Linked DNA regions of Zea mays: region 2 is linked to region 1. The links are chromatin contacts, called in public Hi-C maps. All regions are on one chromosome and are shown on one strand. The core of a region is the stretch at or near the end of the contact, and the rest is flanking DNA. Distances in the headings are between cores, read along the strand shown.

Region 1 (3,004 bases), core at 123-2,622:
ATGTGAGCTCACCCTTGTTGTACTCACATCCCCCAAGTCAAGGACAGGTACCACAGGATGAGGCGCGTGAAGGATGCTGTGATGAGCTCATGAGTGGTCTAGGCCGTCGTCTCCGAGTCAACTATGATTGTTGGATCGTTGTCTACGTATGATGTAATTATTTAGCTATTTTGTACAGAACTCCGATTGTATAGTAAAGATGTGACATTCGTTTCTGTACCATGAGTCATCATATGTGCGAGACTTGATCCTAGCACACTTGGTGAAGTTTGCGCCCGGGTTTGGTGCCCCTAAAACCCGGGTGTGACAGTCGGACCTGCGCCGGGGCATGCAGTCGCACAGGGAGTGGTTAGAACAGTCGCCGGAGTGGCCTCCTGCGAGATTCGCGGGGAATTGTTGCCATGGCAGTTGGCCGAGGCCGATCTCGGGCGAGACAGAGTCTTCTCCCGAGGCTGAAACCGTCTTCGGGCGCGGTAGAGTTCTGTTCCGAGGGTGAGGCTGTGCCAGACTCGTGCATGTCCCATCCGGAGTTGTTCGAGAACAGTAGCCGGTGTGGGGGAGCAGTTTCCGTTGTTCGTGGGCGTGCGTCATCATAGTTGGCGAAAGTAGATGGGACCATGGTCCCATCGTCCCCTGTTTGACCGCGGTGTCATATGGGGTAGATATCCGAATCGTCGCATTTAATGCACACGTCTCCACGGTTCCTGCGACCTTTGACTGAGGCTGGACTCAGGGTTGTCCTCGTGTCCGAGACGAGTTCTGGCGAGGCAGAAATGGTCGTTCCGTGAAAGAGGTATCCTCGGACGAGACAAGGATTTATCCCGGGCGCTGCCTTGTCCCGAGGATGGGCTCGAACGAGACGTAATTTTGAGCAACTGTTGAGCGGGGTATTGGGGAAATCGTGATTCAACCCTGCTAAACCACGGGAACGTGTTTTCCGATTTTTCGGTACTTAGATGTTAAACATGTTTAATAGCATAATCTGAATACCACTAATTATGATACCCAATAAATCTTAAAATTTTTTAGCCTACTTCTAATAATCAGTTTTTAGGGGTAATTTTTTTTTAACATTTTGCAGAAAGGACTCGGGAGGCTAGAGGCCTCGAGCCCTCGACTTTTTGACAAATGGCCAATCGGAAGCTCCGAGTATCCGACAATATTTTTTCGAAAACATAGAAACAGAAGATACGGTCAGAAAATCACCTTCTCTGTTTGGCAAGAGATTTTAGATTTTTCTGTTTCGGCAAGAGATTTTAGATTTTTATTATCGTATTTTTTCTGTCTCCGATTTCTTACTGAAAATACGATAAACGACCAGGGAAAATGGATACACACCGCACCGGTCGATACGGGATTTTACCTTCCAGGCAGCTGCTGGGCTCGTGACCCACGCCGTCTCGGACCAACCCGAGCGCCGAACCCCAAGGCTCGCGACCGCGACACTCTTGTGTCCTCCTGCTCTCCAGATCTCGCCGTCGGCGGCGGCATGCTCCCCTCCACCGTCGGCGGCCGCGGCCGCTACCTCATGCTCGGCATCGCCCTTGCCCTCGCTGCCCTGCTCGCGCTCGCCTCCGCTTCCGAGTCCGACCACAAGGTGCGTGCCCACGACTCCCACGCGGCCTCTCCCTGCCACGGATCCAAGTCACAGCTCGCACCCATCCCGGTTAATCTCTCGAACCGCGCTGGATCTGGACCGCCTCGTCGGTCGGATCTCGCGTTGCTGGGTTGGTGGCGCCGGCCCCTCTCTCGGGGTTGTTCTAATGTGAAGTTCGGTTGGGGACTTGGGGCGGATGCGACGAGAGAGTTCTTGGTGTTCGACAGTCGAGGACGCGTTTAAAGGAGGGTTACGGCTTAGATCAGTATTGATTAATGTGGCAGTGCTGGTAAATAGGGATGCTGGCACTTTTGGAGGAAAGCTTAATAGCTCATTGTGTTTTGAATTTTGAGTATAGATGGCTGCGGTGTTTCCTCATGCTCCGGATTGTGATGCATGGGAATATTGATATTAGTGTTGCTAAGGAAAAAATCTTGTACCTTCGGGGTTTAGGACACTTGTATTGACTCTGTATTGTGTGTGTGTGTCTATTTCGTGAAGGAAAAATGTATAACTTGCTCATGCAATTCGCCTACCTTCGATTGCATATTGTAGTTCTGTTTTGTGTTATGCTCTCTGTCAATAATAATGCACCCTACATGTTGTGTGCTGTCCTGAATCTGTAGATCTGTTTGATCAGAATTGCTTCAATGCCCATTCGGATTTTATATTTGTGCAACAAGAATGCCCCACAGGCTAATATGTGCACCCCTCACCTTTACCTTTGTTGAATCGATCTTAATATTGATGTGTCTTGGAATTTTTTATTGCAAGCATAAAAACTTTCTTCTAGCTGTTTTAACTCAATTTGCATAAAATTATGCTCGATATCACACTGGTTCCAACATCCTTAACCTTTTTATGTCTCGCTGCAAATGTTGCTAATTATTAGGGCATCATGTTATATAGGATAGGTGGGAAAAGCTTTACCCTAGTTAGGCACCTGTACAACCAAACTACATCTTGCTGACTGAGCATAATACAGCACTGATGTAACAGTTAATGATGTTGCATTGTCACTGATAGCTTACTAATGTCAGGAACTCAGGACTGAGGACCACTACATTTTATCTTAGTTACTTTGCTATCCTGCCAAATGTAATGAAAGGGCCTCTAGCTGAATTGGTTAGGTGGTTTGAGTAGCACTCCTCAGGTCCTGTGTACGACTCTCCGTAGGAGCGAATTTCAGGCCGTGGTTAAAAAAAATCCCCTTTTTTGTCCCACGCCAAAGCACAGGTCTAATGCTCGGCCCTGGTCGCGGTCATTCTCACATGGGCTTCGATGCCGCTGTGTATGGGTGGGGCAGGGGTTCGAGGGTTTTCTCGACCTGTGTGAGAAGGTCTTCTTCTTAATACAATACTCGGGGACTGTCTTACTCTCCGCAGGTCAAGTTTTATCTTGCCAAAT
Region 2 (2,700 bases), core at 95-2,594, 520 kb after region 1:
ATGATTTTTGCTGCTAGATTTTTCTGTTCCCAGAATTTCCTTTCCCTTTTGCTTGACAGGGGACATCACATGGTACTCAAAAAGGGATTGAATTTTTTCAAGTTTCGTGTAGTGGACTGAAAAAAGGAACTGCATGGTACACAACAACAGAAAAAAAATTACAAGATCTCGTTTGGATATTTCTTGAAAACATAAATATTTGATTCATAGATTATCCTCACCTTTTATGAACACGTAACTCCACACATGATTGCAGGCAATTGAAGTGGAAATAAACAGTAACCATGTTTACTGCACAACTTTGTTCTTATTACATAAAGTAGATAAAAATAAATAAAGAGCACATTAATCAATTTTATATAACTCAGAATGGTTTTGCCACAAGTGCTCGATCAGGTCTGCCTTAAGCTGATAGTGGGTTTCCTTGTTCTTGATATTTTTTGTATTTTTGAATGAATGCATCAAGTTCAGGTGAAGAATTGTGTGACACTGTCACCCTTTGTCCCATGTCGTCGTAGTTGCAAAGATATTATCCCATATCGTCGAAGTTGTAAACTTGTTCTCCTTCGTACTCATCCCGTTCGTCTTCAACAATCATATTATGCGGTATGATGCAAGCCATCATAATATCATGGAGTGTGTCTTCATCCCACAAACGAGCCAACCCACGAACTATAGCAAAGCGAGATTGTAGAACCCCAAATGCCCTTTCAACATCCTTTCGACAGGCTTCTTGTGCCTTTGCAAAATATTTTTTCTTATTACCTTGTGGCTCTGGAATGGTCTTAACAAAAGTTGCCCACGATGGATATATGTCATCTGCTAGATAATATCTCATTGAATAATCATGCCCATGATGTTGTACTTAACTTGTGGACCTTCTCCCTCAGCAAGCCTTGCAAATATAGGAGACCTATGAAGCACATTAATATCATTGTGTGAACCAAGCATGCCAAAGAATGCATGCCATATCCATAGATCTTTAGATGCAACTGCTTCGAGTATAATTGTGGGCTTCTTTTTATGTCCCCTGTACATCCGTGCCATACGGTAGGACAATTTTTCTAGCTCCAATGCATACAATCTATGGATCGGAGCGTACCTGGAAATCCTCTACTTGCTCCAATTGCAAGCAACCTAGTTGTATCCTGTTTGTTAGGCAATCTCATGTACTTTGGTCCGAATACCTCAATAACAGCTACTATAAACTTTCACAAAGCTTCCAGAGCGGTACTCTCACCAATACGAATGTATTCGTCCAAAGTGTCAGCCGGAACTCTATAAGCTAACATACCTAAATAGCGATTAAAATTTAAATAGACACACTTTAAAAGTTTCATGGACCGGTCACCCACGCCTAAAAAAACCGTAATAGCAAAAACGACTCCACACGGTCCACGGCGTCTTCTCCGGCGAACCTTCGCGAGCCCTCGGCTCCCCTCTACCACCGCTGCCGCGACCCCGCCTCCGGAGCATCCTCGGGTAGCGCTCTGGCTTCCCGTGCCGCCGGACGTCCTGCAGGAGGCGGCGGCCTCCGTGGCATGTTGATGAGGGCCGCCGCTGCCCTCCCTCGCCGATCGTCGCGGCCCTCGGAGCCGGGGTCCTCCTCCTCCCGGGCTCCCGCCCCTGGGGCCTCCTCCAGCCGGGCTCCTGCCCCTGGGGCCTCCTTCGACCCCTTCGATGTCGATACCGACCCGCCATCACGGCCTGAGCTGACGCCCGAGCAGATCGGGCTTTGCGTCGACGCGCTCGCGCATTTCGAGTACAAGGGGAAGCGCCGGGATGACTTGTCCGACGAGTTCAGAAGCCTCTCGGTATCGGTACGGATGACTCTTGTTCGATTCTGCTCGTTTTGCTTCGAAGCAAAGCACGGCTGTTGCTATTGGATCGATTTAATGTGAAGCATCGGGGATCTGCTCGGAGTGTGTTGGTAGAGGATGCCGTGTATGGGTACTCAATAAGTTAAATGTCGTCGCTAAAGTCATCTGCAATACAAGGTTTTAATCATATTTTTTTGTTTTAAAAAATAGTAAAATGTCACTACCATCTGGCTCGAGTTTGATTTCTATCTGTCTAGAAGAAAAGGCTGCCAAAGTTTCTTTACACTAGGGTATTCATAAATGTAAGGTGTATTTTATGCCTTACATGGACAGTCATCTAGGTCAGATATATTTATTCATATCATTAACCTTCTTGGAGATAAACTCGGAAGGGGCGTTCTGTCATTCTGTAATATGGCCAATCTGCCATATCCAACCAACATCTCCATGATCTGTTGATCAGCTGTTCTTCAGTCTGTTCACTTAAGAGCCCAGTTTTGGCGTCTTATACAAATGCATGAAAATCTATAGAAGTTGTATTGAAAAAACAATACAACTTCCATCCTTCAAAACTTTCAGAAGCCGTCTTGCATAACACAACAATTTATAATATATTAATATTTTTATTCTTTTGAAGCAGACATGATGCTGTATTTATTATATAATATGCTTTAGGCTGCTGAATGCTTCTAGTCATGATGAAATCTATGCATTCTAAGTATTTAATGTTTCATGGCCACTTTTGCAGGATATTAGACATATGAAAACGATCAGTGTAGCTCATTATCCTGTTAATAGAGAGAAGAACCGATATATTGATGTCTTACCATGTGAGGTTCTCCACCTACATTTGTTACCACTGTGGCTATTATTCGTTTGC

Evidence for each region. Hi-C and Micro-C count contacts between places; a contact is called where the count stands out from the background.
Region 2: a contact with region 1 is called in a Hi-C map of leaf, with 2.9 times the contacts expected there. The contact joins the promoter of LOC100282709 here to the promoter of LOC100274791 in region 1. A contact is called at or near these places in 3 of 25 Hi-C or Micro-C datasets (ear, leaf and tassel).

What each region holds. Positions count from the first base shown.
Region 1 is chr3:141,533,118-141,536,121 of Zm-B73-REFERENCE-NAM-5.0, forward strand. It overlaps LOC100274791 (Transmembrane 9 superfamily member 1), which reads left to right and starts at 1,373. Exons shown (of 12, transcript NM_001320176.1): 1 at 1,373-1,597. The coding sequence starts at 1,490.
Region 2 is chr3:142,050,966-142,053,665 of Zm-B73-REFERENCE-NAM-5.0, forward strand. It overlaps LOC100282709 (receptor-type tyrosine-protein phosphatase S), which reads left to right and starts at 1,345. Exons shown (of 8, transcript NM_001155616.2): 1 at 1,345-1,820; 2 at 2,569-2,650. The coding sequence starts at 1,542.